4 separate regions of the Mus musculus genome follow, and all the other regions are linked to region 1. A link is a contact called in public HiChIP or PLAC-seq and promoter capture Hi-C data. All regions are on one chromosome and are shown on one strand. Each heading gives the region's core, a stretch centred on a gene start, on an enhancer-like site or on the middle of the called end of the contact. The rest is flanking DNA. Distances are from core to core; before and after follow the strand shown.

Region 1 (3,643 bases), core at 301-2,800:
AAGCAAAAGGGTCCCACGGGGCTCTGGGAAGAACAGGTAGTTTGCCGGGCCCTGAGACAGTGGGTGGGCTGTGTACAGTGTAAAGATGAACCAGGACAAAGTAGACGAGCTTCTGGCCTCTCGGACGTATTAGGAGAATGGTTGGTCTTCTCTGTCCGTCAAACAAGACCCAAGACTGAGCCTTGACCAAGGAACTGTGTTTGAAGAAGAGACAATGGAAGTAAGGATGGGTCTGAAAATTATTAGAAGGAAACTGCAAAGCAAGAGGGAACGTTCCAAAAGATGGACAGAGCAAAGTTGTCGTCCTCTATGACCAGGACAGAAAGAAGCAGGGCGCTCTTAAAAAGGACAGTGCAAGGTAAGATTTTCATTCTAATTCTCCAGACCTACCTACCTCGTCACCTAGCACTTATAAAGCATTTGTCAGTTGCAAAATATTATGGAATTCACTATTTCATTTAATTATCTTTCATGAAATGCTAGTTACATTTGCCTCCATTTTACACGAGAGGAAACTGAGGCTACGTAGAGAAGATTATATGAATTGTTCAAGGTCAGGTGGCTGAAATCAGCCCTAGGAAGCAACCTGCTGCCCCCTGTCCTTCAAGGTGGTCGACCACCTTGAGTTGTTAACTCCCGAAGGGGAAGACAGGCATAGCAGCGCTGGACTTTGCCCCGTTCCCCAAATCTGGGATGGAGCATTGCCCTCCATCCAGCGCCAAGAAGGGGACCTGATGACGCGGAGCCACAGACCGGGATTTCCCCATTCTGCAGGGTTCTTGGGAGCCTGGAGCACAAACAGTAGCTCTCACACACCCGCGGGTGAGTCAAGTAAGGTTTAGCAGCAGTTGCTGAATAGAGATTTAAAGAGAAGGGAGACGGACAGTACTGGATGAATTCCCTTCTGATCAGTCCCTACATTGCCACCAAAAGCAGGCGCCCGGTTTCCAGACCGGGATCCCCACTCTCGCCCCTGCCCCATTGGCTCCTTTCTTGACTGTCCCCTAGAGCCCAAAGGCAGCTCGAATGAGGGACCCGGCAAGGTGTGGAGGTGACAGGAGGCCGGTTGTGGAACACCTCTGATCTTCTGGGTCGGAGGAATCACAAGCCAAGCTCAGCTTGAAGTTTGAGCATCAAGGGTTTCAGACCAAGTAGCGAGTTGCCCGGAGAGCGAGCAGTCCCGGGTGGGAGACCTGAGAGTGTGAGGTGGCAGCACGGAATGAGGGGGAAAGGCTGAAGAAGGGGCCCCTTTCCACTCAGCCCCTCACCGCGGAGAGGTGGCTGGTCCGCCTCTGCAGCCTGCGAGTGCGGAGAACGCGCCCCGCACCGCGGCGCAGCGCAGCCCCTCCTCACCGCGCCGCGCTCCTCCCCACCTGCCCGCCGCCTCGCCCGGCCGCCGAGACTCACAGTCCTCAGGAACTGGATCTCATCCTCGCCTCCTTCTCCCGCTTCGGCCATGGCTCCCAGGGCGTGCGCTGCGCCCCAGCCTCGGGCGCCTCTGTTTCCCCTAGGCAGCGGCGTGCGCTGACTGCTGCTCTGCCGCTGCTCTTTCTCCTCCTCCTCCTCCTCCTCCTCCTCCTCCTCCTCCGTCCTCCTCCTCCTGCTCCTCGCTCAGCCTCAGCAGCGCCGAGCTAATCCCCGACCATATAGGGAGCTGGGCTAACACTTGACTGCACTGCAGAGCGCCAATGCCAGGCGAGCAGCCCGCCCACCCCTCTCTCCTCTCGCCCCAGCCAAGTGCGCGGCAGCCACGGACTCCGCGGACAGCGCAGCGCGGCGCGCGCCGGGCGGGTGTGGGGCAGAGCTAGGGACCCGGGCCGGAGCCGTGGAACCTCCCCCGCACCGCACGGCACCGCACATTCGGTGGAGACGCGCGCCCCGCGGCGACGGGAAGATGGCTCTTACACAAAGGCCAGTTGCTTAGATTCAGTGCCCCCAAATTGGGCACAAACCCTCTAGATTTGTCCACTTTGCACGGTGCATGTGTGTGTGTGTGTGTGTGTGTGTGTGTGTGAGAGTGTGTGTGTGTGTGTGTGTGAGAGAGAGAGAGAGAGAGAGAGAGAGAGAGAGAGAGAGAGAGAGAGAGAGAGAGAGAGAGAGTAAGTATTGGTTTCATATTTGGGTGGGAGTGCCCATCTGGAGCAGGGCGCTGACCACTCACCACCTCACCACCCATAATGGGTGTTCCTTTTTCATGCAGCAAGGAGAGACTGAGGGTGACTGCTCATCCATAACAAAGTTTGTAACCCCGTGGGTAGCTCTTCTTTAGAGAACCCATTCACTCTTTAAAATTTGATAAGGAGAGGGTACAATAATCAGAATGCACAGTACACGTGCATGAAATTGGCAAAGAACAAACTCAATAAACGTTTTGGTTTTGTTTTTTGTTTTTGTTTTTTTAATCTGATAAGGACACTACACCCCCATTGAATAGAGCTTCACTAGCCCCTGGGAGCTTCAAGAAGCTGTCCTCAATTTGGAAATCAGATGGCGTCAGAATTGTTTCTTTGTGCCCACGCTTACCCATACTCTGCACTTTAGAGCTAGCCCTCTGGACTCAGGGGAGTGTGAGGCTGCTGAGAGCACACAGTGTGTCCTAGGAGGCTACTAATCCTTACCTGACCTTGGGTGGATTTTTTAGGATTTGGGAGCAGTGAGATTGGTCCTCTAAAAGCACAGAGTGCAGGGTGTCCCTTCTGTATGCTGGTCAAGTAGTTTCTGGGCAAAACAAAAATGTTTTAAAAGAAAGTGCCTCAAGATGTAGGTGAGTAGCAGCTCTGGGTCTGAACCTACCAGCTCCTCTAAAGGCTGCCTGGAATACAGCATGCCATCCACACATTGTGGCACTTTACCTTTCATGCTTGCCTCTATGCCCAACCTTTGGATAAAGACTCTTGTCTCCATCACTGGCAAGAGTACATGTTGATAGATGAAAGGCCGAGGAACGCCATCAGCCATGGCTAGAACTTCAGCAGAACCCAGGGAACAGTGAAATACTCTCCGGGTGCTTGAACCATTGTAAGTCATCAAGGAAACCAAGAGCAGTTGACTAGAGGGGGGCCGTGTGACGGACATGGTGGCTAACTGACAGCCTATGGGGCCAGAGAAAATCTTTCCTTTTAGTCCGTTCAGCACTTTATACCTTTTTACATACAGCGTTGCTAAGTGCTATATGTATAACATCTGAAACCTGACTAATGAAATAAAATAGAGCTATATCTAATCAATACTGCTTACTTGTCCTACAACAGGGACTCTTAGGTGTGTTTTATCAACGAGAATAACAAAGCTTTAGAACATTAGAGAAAATGGCCACCATCATATAAATAAGCATCTCCTTTGCTATGCATTATTATCCATGGTGACCAGTTACCCAGATGGTGTTAATGGGGCCGGTGCTGTGTCCTCAATTCTAGGAAGGCTGGTTAGTTTCACTCAATTTGCGAGTTAAGGACCTAGCCCCTTCACTTTGACCCAAAACCTCGTAAAACCTTGTTCATTTTGCCAAAAGGAAGAAGCCATTGAATATAGAAACCAAATTATTCATGGGGACATAGAAACTAAGAGACCTCATTTGATTTAAATACTCTCTGCCCCGGTGAACCTATAGTAAACTGTATAGACCACTGAAATTAGCTTCAAC
Region 2 (3,643 bases), core at 668-3,167, 370 kb before region 1:
CAGCAGTATGGAAGTGTAAGCTGAATAAACCCTTTCCTCCCCAACTTGCTTCTTGGTCATGATGTTTGTGCAGGAATAGAAACCCTGACTAAGACAGTGGTTAATGATAGGTGTGTAATTAAAGGTTTCCTGGAGAATTCTATTGAAGTTTACAGTTTATGAACTAGGAAAACATATGACTTGCAAAACAGATCTGAAGGGATCACATTAGTTATCCATTGGGAGCATTAATAGCCTCTCAGTGAATGGAACACATTGGTTCCCATGTTTCTATTTTGAGTAAATAAGTGTCTTAAAGTGACAACTCCTTCTGTTCATCCTTTAAATCTTTAATCTTCCATCTTATCTATCACAGACAACATAAAGACTGCAGAGAAATAGTTTTGGAATACATGAATAATCTTTTAGAGCTCAATAAGGAAAAACTGATGTTTCCTCTTAAAAGATGACCAGTAGATAGAAATCATCCAATCCATAAACATATTTTTCTCTGTATAAAATACAAGCATGCTGTGCTTATTTGCTAGTCTAATAGAGTAGTCTGCATGGGCTTACCAACTGGGGGAGGATGAGGGGAGTGGAAAAGAATTAGGAACATAACCATAAACCCCAGGCCCAAGGCTCAAAGCAACAGCTCAGCCTCGGAAGCCACACCTACCTGGTAGCAGGTGCCAAGTTCCTTCCCATTAGCTGAGAAGGACAACATGCCCATTGCCAGATCTAGAAGGCAGCCAATCTCCAGGTCTACATTGCTCCGACTTGATCTTTGGGAACTGGCTACAATATCCCCACCCCAGACCATGTAGCAGTTGCTGCGTTTCACACTGAAAACCAAAGAGAGAGGAGTTGTAGAATATGGTTTCGGTGGTTTGTAGTCACAACTCACTTGTAAAATGCCTCAGAACCACCATTAGTCCTACATAATTGTTTCCTTGAATGAAATTGTTCAGCTTCAACTAAATTTACTCAGGCATGAACCATTGTGTGTGGGGATGTGGCAGTACGGCAGGCTGCCTCCTTCCAAAGACATTGGTACTTAGATAACTGTTTCTCAACCCATTAGCAATCCAATCTTCTGATATTGAGGAGAGCAATACTCCCATTTTAGGGACAGAAAAACCACAGAGAGGAGACTACCTTAGGCAAATCTACAGAGAAATTTGGATGAGAAGCAAACTCATTAATCTGGGTTCAGTATTCCTGTCTGGTCTTTGAGATCATAGGCCATAAAGTGCTTGAAAACTTGGATAATATTCTTTGGAATGGCAACTAGAATCCAGATAGACTGTTTGTCTCTGATGGCCTCCCAGCTCCCTGAAGTATACTACACTGTACTGCTCTCTAGAAGTCTGTTGGCCTCACTACAAAATAGCCCAAATAGCTAAATAATCACTTTCTCACTAGCTGCCTACCCATTTCCAGAGTGTAGAACTCCACGTGGTCTTTATATTTAAAGGCAAGCTGTGATGACCAAAAGCCTCCAAAAGGTTCCCAAAACCAAATTTCTTATTCTTTTTACTTTTGTGGTGGTGGGACTGAAACCCAGGATCCTATGCAGAGCAAGGAAAGGCTTTACCACGGGGCTGCACCCCGAGCTAGACTTTTTTAATTGCAGGATTTTATACCCAGAGTGAGCTTTTTGAGAAGATAGGCCACATGCATTGTGATTCTCAGAGCCTCTTTCAATGGGTGATGACAAGCAGTCAGGTCTGTCTCCTTCCCTGCTCACCTATAGTGCAACAGCTGAAGGTCCTGGGCCTTTGGAGTGATGTGATGTGGCCTCTTTTAAGAACAACTTATTCCTTACTTGATGCAAGAGAAAATCCTTTGAACACACAGACTGATCTGATGTAGCTTGGCCTAAGTTCTTGTGGCTTAGCTCTGTCAGCTGTGTGAAGGAACTTGGACCACGCATTCAGCACTGTGTGGTGGACAGTTCCCCGAACCCTGAAGGCCGTTTACCTCTCTGAAAAAATATCCAGGCTGAATTAAGATACTATATTTCCTTTTGTTTGTAGAAGTCTGACACTTTCTCCTGTGAGTGGAAATACCCTCTCTGAGTAAACATCCCTCTCCCTTCATTTCTTCTTATTCTGGACAATAATGGGCTGTTTTCTCAGGATGAGTGCCCCAAGGCAGAGACCTCTGCAAATTGAGTCTTCCATTTATAGCCATGGATAGGTTTCTATAAAGTTTGAACTCAAGCCATACTATCCCTGCTTTATAAATTACAGAATTCAATTACTGATGTATTGAGCTGTGTACTGTAAACTGGCAGGCTTTGTGTATATTTTAAAGACACCAAATTTAAAATGCCCTGAAACATGTAAAACTCAATTTTGTGTTTATTGCTTATTATGTCAGACAAAGGACAAAGAATTATTGAGCACTGCAGTGTGCCAGGCTTTGCTCTAAGTGCTGGCAGTAAGAGTTAATATTTATCAAGTACTTAAGATAAGTCACTGTCTTAAGCATTCTTTTACAAATTAACTCATTTACTTCTTATAGCACTCTGGGATTTGAATAATTATTTTCATTTTATATATAAGGAAATCAAAGTTCAAGCTCACATGGCTAGTAAGTGACTAAGAATTAGTTTCAAGCTTATTCAGTATCTAAACTTGACTTCAGAGTCTGCTTTTATTCATCTGCCTATAGGGGTCTGCCATTGGGTGACATGATTCTTCCATGGCCGGCAGGTTTTGATGAGCAATACTGTATAAAAAGCCCTGACAGGAAAGGATTCCTGACTTTGTAGAGTGTAAAGGCTTACCTGAGAAGAAATCTACCACATCTTGGTACAGAAATACACAGGGAGATGATGTTCCAAACCCATAGGAGAGGAAGTAGGCAGGTGATATGACACTAGTTTAAGATGATGTTTGGGACACATCTGGGCAAAGGCTTTCCCTGGCAGCAGTGCCAACGGACAGTGGTGACCTAGGTAGACCTGAAACATGTTTTTCCCAAAGAGCCCTAATCTCTACTCACTAGTTGTTCATGGTTCTCTCTTTATATGCTTTCTGCTTTGAGATATCATAAACTCTTAAGATGAGGGGTTCTGACTTGTCAATTGCTGTGTGCTACTGATCATCTGTTCGATTTCCTCAGAACTGGCTTCTCTCAGACAAATGGAGACTCTTCTATCTTGTTCTGATGTTGTAGTAACTGGGACCTGCCTCAAAATCATGGAACCAAATGTGGAAAGGGCTCCCTGATTTCAAGAATATATAGCTTTCTCTTCTATCCCTGGATTGTGATTTCTATATGTGATAAAATGACCTTCTGTCTCTACAAACATTCCTTTCCACTGTCATGGTGATCCCAGTTTCCTTAAAGCTTTTTAAATCAGTTAAGTTCCTATTCACCATTTCAGATGGGCTGGGATACTTTCTTCATTTGGGGTGTAGGGTTGGGTATAAATGTGTGCTGTAGGGAGAAAGGCGCTTCTTGGGACCTCCTTACCTTTCATGGACCCGGCCTCTTTCATCTCCCAGGGTGACAGTCACAGTGCAGTTTTTATTCAGGTCAAACTTTTCACTGTATAAATGGTAGTCCGGAGTCACCCATCCAACCCAGACACATGATGGGTCCTGCCCAGCAAAAATGCGGATAGCATAGTAGCATTGCTGTGGAGGGGACA
Region 3 (3,643 bases), core at 953-3,452, 350 kb before region 1:
CTTTCAATTATCTCCAAGCTCCTTACAACATACCTCACTTCAAATTGCATGCCTTCTTTATAAATTATCTATTGAGTCCAGTTAGAATTTCCCATCTCTGCATTGGTGTGGGGTCATCCAGTGGGGCATGGGTAACCTACCAGTAGCCATCTATCAAAAGACATGTAACTCTCCTTCCCTAGCAGACAGCCATCAACTGCCACTAGCTCCTCAGTGGAAGGCAGTGCCCTGAATCAGCTCCTACCGCCTGCTGAAATTTTTTACAGGGTCAATCTAGAATAGGTCTTCTGTTAATAACCATAGCTGTCTCTACAGTGTTTCACAGTACTTCTTCCCATACTCTAACGTTTCCTGTGCCTTCTTTTGGGGTGATTCCTGAGCTTTTGGTGTGGGAGTGGGTACAGCTAACTCATCTATGGCTGAGCACTCATAGTCACACTCAATACTGTAAACAGTAATGAGTTTGTGTATTAGTTTTACTTTACTAAGATTATATGTGTGTGTGTGTGCATGCATGTGTGTGTGCGTGTACATAATCACTAAGCAAATAAAGGCAGAAACAAAATCTTCCCTCTTTGTAGCATCTTACAACTAATATATCTCATATATTTCAAAGGATAACATTGAAGAGCGCAGTCAATAATGCAAATCTATCTTTATATATAAGAAAACTGTTTATGTGCTGTGGAAATGAAGGACACACTCAGCATGTTGCAACATCATCTGAAACCTCTCCATTCTACTTAGGAACACAAAATGTTAAAACCATATTGACAAGGATAAAACTTGGAAGTAAAGGCTTTCTTATAAGTTAGCATAGAATGGCCACCCATTCTTGCAAAGCCCAACCTTTCCTCTTGGAATTAAAACAAAAAGCCGTGACAGCTGAAAATTTGTGAGCATGAGGTGACTTTTGCAGTTAGTTCTCCATTGCAGGAGTCATGGCCTCAAATGCCTATAATTTGCAACATAGCATGCAAATTTGAAGGAGCTTACTATGAGTCAAGTGGATATATGTATAAGGGCAAAGGTTGAGTACATTGTGAATAGGGTGACTATCCCCAGGGCAGTTATTATATCCATGTGAGAATATGAGTCTAGAGGTGCCCATGAGCTTTAGGACTACTAACTGCCCAGACTAGAGCAAAAACTTGAACATGGTAATCTAAGGCCAATTCTATATAGAACCCTCTGCAAGGCACGGGATACAGAATCTATGGTAGTCATAGGAGACCATCCAGTCTCAGGACAGCTGCTCCTGATAGCCTCAGTATGTACTGGTTCTAGCAACCTCAGCTAGAAGTATGCCTCTCCAGATATCCTCTCTTAGATACGATTTCCTTGACATCAGGAGCTATGACATCAGGAGACTGACTCATTATGGGCTTGGGAGTGTAAGCAGGATAGTGATGGTGAGCATGTCATTAAGGATGGCACTGCTTTGGCTCTAGTCACGACACTTGTGTTTTATTGTGTGCATACCCAGAGCTGGCACTGAGGAGCAAGAGAACAGAACAGTGAATGAGCCAGCAGACAGTGTGAGAAACTGTCTGGATGTAGAGATAGGAAAGACAGTAGGACACACTAGAGCTATAGAGAGGTAAATGAAATCCTGATACAGAATCCCATGTTCTTAAGGATTTATGTGTTATCCCAGTGCCAGGGCAGTGGAATGAGTCTCTGCAGTGACTAGGAACCATATCCAAGCTCTTTTGCCAACTGTTCTTCCTATTCACCAGAGTGGATTCATTTGAGGTCTGCATACCTCCTAGCTAAAAATTAATCATACTAGCACTAGGTCTGGGAAGAATGTGCAAAAGGAGAGGGGACTTTGAAATGCTTCTTTTCCAGTGGGTATCTTCTGAGGGTTCCAGTCATCTAAGTAACTAGAGGAACATTCTAAGATGACACAAAGTCTGTCATCTGCCTTTGTGCATGGCCTCTAAACCTCCCCCCCGCCCCAGCTTCCATGTTCTGCTTGAGCCATTAGAAAGTTCACTTACTTTTTGGGAAGCTTGACTTTCTTTAGATCCTCTTCCGCAGCTGGGTTAACATGAGCAATGTGGCACCCCAGGGCCAGCAAGGTTCTGTGATATAGCATAGGAAGAGACTTGTGTCAACTGAAAGATGAAGGGTAATAAGAACCCTAACCCATGTCTGAGCTGGTTAAGTGGACAAAAGCTATTCATTTAGACCAGAGGTTGTTCAACATATTCTGTTAAGAGGCAGACAGCAAGGCTTTGTGTACCACATATCTCTGTCACAGCTACTTAACTCTGCCATTATGGGGAAACAGTAGCCACCAATAATATGCAAAACAGTGAGCCTGGCTTTGTTGCAATGTAAATGTATTTATTGAAACAGGTGGCTGGTTGGTTTGTCCCACAGGCCATAATGTGCCAACTTCTGATTTAGGTGATAGCAAGCATAAGAACGTGAAAGAGAAGCTTGTTAACTGCCCCACATGGAGACATTTTCTAGTTTTGAAATTCACTTTGAATTATATCAAGGACTTGGGTTCATGGAATAGACAGGATTCTAACATTAAATCTTTAGGTCAGCAAATACTTGCTGCATGATGTCTGTATAGCATCTTGAATTTTACTTGATGTAGCAAGATGCATAAAATGGTTTTCTCAAAAAGCATAGTACAATTAAAGATAGCGTGTTTGTAAGCCTATGACATCTTTGTTATGTGATCAGACAATGTTAGAGTATTCTGCACTGACAAGGAAAAGAAAATACAAAGAAGCAGCAGTCAAGAGTCACAAAGGGAATTATGGGAGGTCCACATGGACTAGGGAGTCTGGGTCTTTTTTAGGATCATAAATGAGATGGTGGAACAATTGAAAGTTGATTAAAAACTTAGATTTTAGTAATCAAACCAAATTTTCCTTTGCTTTCAACACTATCCTATTTTTTTTTTTTTTTTTACTTGATTTAACACTAACCACAGTAACATTTGGTCCTTTGGTTGTATTTCTCTCCTCTATCCTGCTCCATGCCTCCTGCATTTTTCCCATTTCCAGAAAAACAGCAAATGGCAAATGGTCTCTGGAGAAATACATTCACTAAGCACTAATGTGAGTCAGCTCCTTACTGTGTTAAACTCTGTGACATGAAGAATCACTATTGCCCAGGATTTATCAGTGTGTTACGTTTGGAGACAAGAGGGACATGCCTTTGCAGTTTAGTTACAATGCATCAAACCATCCGCTCACTGTCTAGTCCGCACTCAATTAAACACTCACTTCAAGGTTTCCGTTGACATCTGCAGGTTATAATTCTTCTCAGTTTCAGGGAGCTTTGAAAACTCCACAAGGCAGGGATGCTGCCTTTTGTTGTCATCCCGCACCTAGGTGACAATATAAGAGGGGAGAGGATTTAAGTCTTGACAGCTGGCACTGACCTGTGAAAACAAAAGTGAACATCCTTGGGGGGGGGGGGCACGACCAGGCAATCCATGTCAGACAGGACAAAGACAGCAACTTGCTGATAGGTGAATGCACGTGATTCTCTTGGGAATCTTACATATGGCTCCCAAGGTGACAATGTCTTGAACTCTGAGGATGTATTTCAAGACAGGTGTTTGCACTTAGAGCATAATTTTTCAGACAAGTATGCTACTGTTTTTATAGGTGGT
Region 4 (3,643 bases), core at 347-2,846, 300 kb before region 1:
AGAGGGAGAGGGGGGAGGGAGAGGGAGAGGGAGAGAGAGGGGGGGGGATTTAGGTAAAAGTGTGTGAGAAGGATGCAGAAGGAGTTGGGAGAGGGGTAACTATGATGAGAATATATTGTATGAAAAAAAATTTTCAGTTTAAAAAATTCATTTATTGGCATCAGACAATCATGGTCATTTTCTTTACTCCTAGGGGGGGTTTATAGACAACAAAACCTAAAGCAAAACTTCAACCCCTTTTCTGACATTTTTACAAGAGGAAGCCATGCCATGAAAACTTCTGTGTCTAGGAGAAAATGGTGAATGTCCTTTAAGTAGTCTGTAGCTCTGCAGAATGCTGCCAGGCCCTGGTTTACTTTAATGTGAAGACTGAACATCTCACAGCAATAACTTAGGATGAACCTCCAGCCATGGAGTGCTGGAGTTTACCACAGCCTAATAACACCAGATCATCATGCCCAAGTTCAGAGAAGGCTCTGATTTGTCTAAGATCATCCGGAGGCCTGAGTCTTAGGACACCATACTACCATTTATTTATGTTTCCCTCACATTCAGTCCCTGCCCCAGAGACTCAGATGTTCACTGTCTAATAGCAGGCATACTGTCACGTGTATCCTTCAAACCTTCAGACACTTCTGTTGTGGGTGAATATAAGCATTTGCATTTTACCAGCTGGTTTCCTAGGTAATTCTGACGTATCCCAAAATTTGTGGATCACAACCACCAGCATGTGATTACAAGCTGATTTATTGTATGTGGCTTCTGGACACAAATTGCAATGAAGCATTAAATCTTAAGCAGTTTGAATGTGCCAACCATCACTAATATTCCAGTGGTGTTTGTCAGGAATACCCGCTCCTCCCCAGTAAATCCTTTTCTTTCCAGTTTCTGAGAAGCTTCTTATTCTTAAGTCTGTTCATAAATGTGTGTATACCTACAGACAAAGCTAAGCTGCAGCAGTAAATATATTTCAGCTCTGAATGTAAAGAATCAATCAGTCAGTCAGTAAATCTATCAAACAACCAATTAGTCTCTGTCTCTCTGTCTGTCTGTCTGTCTCTCTCTCTGGACTTACCTCCTCCTTGAAAAGATTTTGTCTGTTCTTTAGAGAGCGGAGCTTATTCTGTTTGTCTTCATGTTGCATCTCGTCCTCTGGTGGCTGGAAGTAGGCTATCAAGTCTTGCAGGGTCTGCAGAACCTCTTCTGTTGGCAAGGCGACAGGGGCAGTTGTGCGATTGTTTCCACTAAAAAGCCATGAGATGATACTGCTCAGGGGCCAGGTACTAGCGGGACCGTGACTAAGGTCTTCTGGGTCCTCACTCCTTCCAGCCCCATGCTTGCCACAGGGAGCTGCTTGCTGAGGTAGTCATTGCACCAACAACCTCAAGATGAAGTTTGCCCAGCAACACAGCAGCAGGAGACAATATTTGTATTCATTTACAGCTATTTCGTAAACAAGGAGACATGATTCCTCTTGGCACATTTATTTTCAAGCAACTTACAGTTTATCCTTGCATTGCTGTGCTCAGCACTCAGCACCAAGCAGGTCTTTACTGAGTGTCTAATGATGATTTCTGTATAATCTAAAGAGGGAATGTCAACTGTGGTTATCAGGATGATGATTTCTATCTGGAGCAGATGGTTCCCTTCACTCACCCCATCTGTCTGTCACACTTCCTCTTTAAATAAGCACACTTGGAAAAATAACAAAGGTATTAACCTACAATACTGTTCTTTCAAATTATGTTACCTTCATAGAACACATAAATCACAAGGCTGGGGAAGGTGGGGGAGGTCTATCCATTTTCCCTCTCTTCTCTCTTCCTCTCTCCAAATGTCTTCTGATGCATCTGTGCATAGCTTTGTATTTGCGTATGTGCACACTCTTGCTTTCTGTCACTTGTTAATGTCACCTTTCCTCAGTGTATCTCTTTCCCTCCTTTGGATCTTCCTTCCCCTGGATTCTCTCTGCACATGCCTCCTTTCTTAGGCTTTCAGTATTATCCCTCTCAGTTCCAGTGTCTACCCCTCTTGGTTTCTGTTACTTCTTCTTAATGCTAAACTCAAAGGGCTACTGTCAACATCTTTGCCTTACACATATTTCTGAGATTCTCTATCTATCACACTGTTTGCTTATCTGTCTTCCTGCTAGTTCATAGCCACTGTACAATGGGAGAAGGAGAAACCATGATGGAATTCTAACTTTCCTTCTTCACTGCCCGGTCCTGTTGTATCTCTATTTCATAGTGTAGATTTGCCTTCTGGACCAGCCACTGCTTACTGTTGGCTTCTCAAAAGAAATGGAAGACAAGAGCCTGTATCCAAATTATTTTTCTCTTTCATTTCCTAGGTGTTGCTAAGTTGTCACCTCTGCTGTATGGGTTTATTTGCCATTAGTTCTTCTTTCTCCTAAAAGAGGCTGTGGTGGTTGAGAAAAGTAAGAGCTCTGTTGGGAACAAAGTGCCTGTCTATCTGTCTGTCTGTCTGTCTGTCTGTCTGTCTGTCTGTCTGTCTGTCTCTATCTATCTATCTATCTATCTATCTATCTATCTATCTATCTATCTATCTATCATCATCTATCTATTTATCTTCTATCTATCTATCTATCTATCTATCTATCTATCTATCTATCTATCTATCTATCTATAAAGATATAGACATCTCAAATTGGGAAATGTTTAATTTTTTAAATACACAAACCTTGGTAAGAACAGTAGGAGGCTATTGTCTTTTAGGTTAGGGATGCTTTTCAGTCAGTTTCAGGGCAAAGACCTGCAACTGGGAAAGGCAGGCCAAGGGCAAGAACTGGCCAGGGTCCATGTTATCTATTTATATCTGGGTGAATGTGGAACCTCAGGAAGATATAAAGTCAGCTCCAGGAATGAACTGTCAACTGCTTAAATATCAAATGTATTTTGCAGCCAAACACAGACCAGTTGGTGAATGTTCTTAGACCAGAAATGCTAAATGAAGCACACAGGCTGAAGTTAATGACTCAAAACAGTAGGTAGAGATCACATGAAGAAATAGGAAGTAAGGTGAGAGGGCATTATAATAAAACAAGGATTTAAATGTAATTTTCTGGTTTTGGTCTTTTCATTGGTTCAAGAAACCATTCTGTAAGACAATCATTATAAAACTGTGCTGCTAGGCTTCTAACAGATAGAGATATCACCATGGTAATGTTACCACAAAGGAGGAGGGAGAAAGTAGAACAATATTAGAATAATGTTGCTTTACTTAAGTTAGTATGAATTTAAAATAGGTTATTTCAAGTTAAATATACACTGATATTACTGAGAAAAAACACAAAAAGATGAAAATAAAAGTTCTCCAAAGCTGAACAGTATACTAGAAATATATATTTAACCCCAAAGAAGCAGTAAAAGAACAAAAGGGTGAGGCAAAACCAGAAGAATGAAAATTATAACTATAAAGATCAATGTAATTAAACATAAGTGCATTAAACACACTGATAAAGAGAAAAACCATCAGACTTGATCTGAAGAAAAAACAATCCAATATATGCAATGTCCAAGACACATAGCTAAGCAGCAAAGCCAGAGATGAGGTGAAAGCCCGGGTGTGGGAGTGAGTAGTCAGAGCCTCACCACAGCTGTGACCCTGAGGGGCTCCACGAAGA

Evidence for each region. Promoter capture Hi-C pulls out the DNA fragments that hold promoters and counts their contacts. HiChIP or PLAC-seq counts read pairs in DNA pulled down with a chosen protein or histone mark.
Region 2: a promoter capture Hi-C map of second pharyngeal arch cranial neural crest shows a contact between it and region 1. The contact joins the enhancer-like site here to the promoter of Ryr3 in region 1. A contact is called at or near these places in 10 of 39 promoter capture datasets (3T3-L1-derived adipocytes, the C10 cell line, the HPC-7 cell line and 6 more), 1 of 15 datasets of contacts at CTCF or cohesin (the NIH/3T3 cell line), 9 of 115 datasets of contacts at active chromatin or transcription factors (SST interneurons, VIP interneurons, embryonic basal ganglia and 6 more) and 2 of 9 other capture datasets (adipose tissue and embryonic stem cells).
Region 3: a contact with region 1 is called in an H3K4me3 HiChIP or PLAC-seq map of neural tube, with 3 times the contacts expected there. The contact joins the enhancer-like site here to the promoter of Ryr3 in region 1. A contact is called at or near these places in 10 of 39 promoter capture datasets (the 3T3-L1 cell line, the C10 cell line, cranial neural crest and 6 more), 2 of 484 Hi-C or Micro-C datasets (both in cortical neurons), 9 of 115 datasets of contacts at active chromatin or transcription factors (SST interneurons, VIP interneurons, embryonic forebrain and 6 more) and 2 of 9 other capture datasets (embryonic stem cells and pancreatic islet).
Region 4: a contact with region 1 is called in a promoter capture Hi-C map of hippocampal neurons, with 3 times the contacts expected there. The contact joins the enhancer-like site here to the promoter of Ryr3 in region 1. A contact is called at or near these places in 14 of 39 promoter capture datasets (the 3T3-L1 cell line, the HPC-7 cell line, cranial neural crest and 10 more), 1 of 484 Hi-C or Micro-C datasets (myocytes) and 3 of 115 datasets of contacts at active chromatin or transcription factors (VIP interneurons, forebrain and stem cell-derived neural progenitor cells).

The regions. Positions count from the first base shown.
Region 1 is chr2:113,215,533-113,219,175 of GRCm38.p6, forward strand. It overlaps Ryr3 (ryanodine receptor 3), which reads right to left and starts at 1,551. Exons shown (of 104, transcript NM_001319156.1): 1 at 1,408-1,551. The coding sequence starts at 1,458.
Region 2 is chr2:112,841,159-112,844,801 of GRCm38.p6, forward strand. It overlaps Ryr3 (ryanodine receptor 3), which reads right to left. Exons shown (of 104, transcript NM_001319156.1): 31 at 3,466-3,629; 32 at 659-824. Among named protein-coding and RNA genes, the nearest start is that of Gm22676, 340 kb to the left of the region's middle. Within about 2 kb of position 1,918, at least 2 of the 459 cell types and tissues checked have an H3K27ac peak or open chromatin away from gene starts, as enhancers often do. A contact at or near this core is called in second pharyngeal arch cranial neural crest, where this site is marked.
Region 3 is chr2:112,864,024-112,867,666 of GRCm38.p6, forward strand. Ryr3 (ryanodine receptor 3) reads right to left here. Exons shown (of 104, transcript NM_001319156.1): 22 at 3,252-3,355; 23 at 2,004-2,087. Among named protein-coding and RNA genes, the nearest start is that of Ryr3, 350 kb to the right of the region's middle. Within about 2 kb of position 2,203, at least 3 of the 459 cell types and tissues checked have an H3K27ac peak or open chromatin away from gene starts, as enhancers often do. A contact at or near this core is called in neural tube, where this site is marked.
Region 4 is chr2:112,911,160-112,914,802 of GRCm38.p6, forward strand. Ryr3 (ryanodine receptor 3) reads right to left here. Exons shown (of 104, transcript NM_001319156.1): 13 at 1,076-1,244. Among named protein-coding and RNA genes, the nearest start is that of Ryr3, 300 kb to the right of the region's middle. Within about 2 kb of position 1,597, at least 3 of the 459 cell types and tissues checked have an H3K27ac peak or open chromatin away from gene starts, as enhancers often do. A contact at or near this core is called in hippocampal neurons, where this site is marked.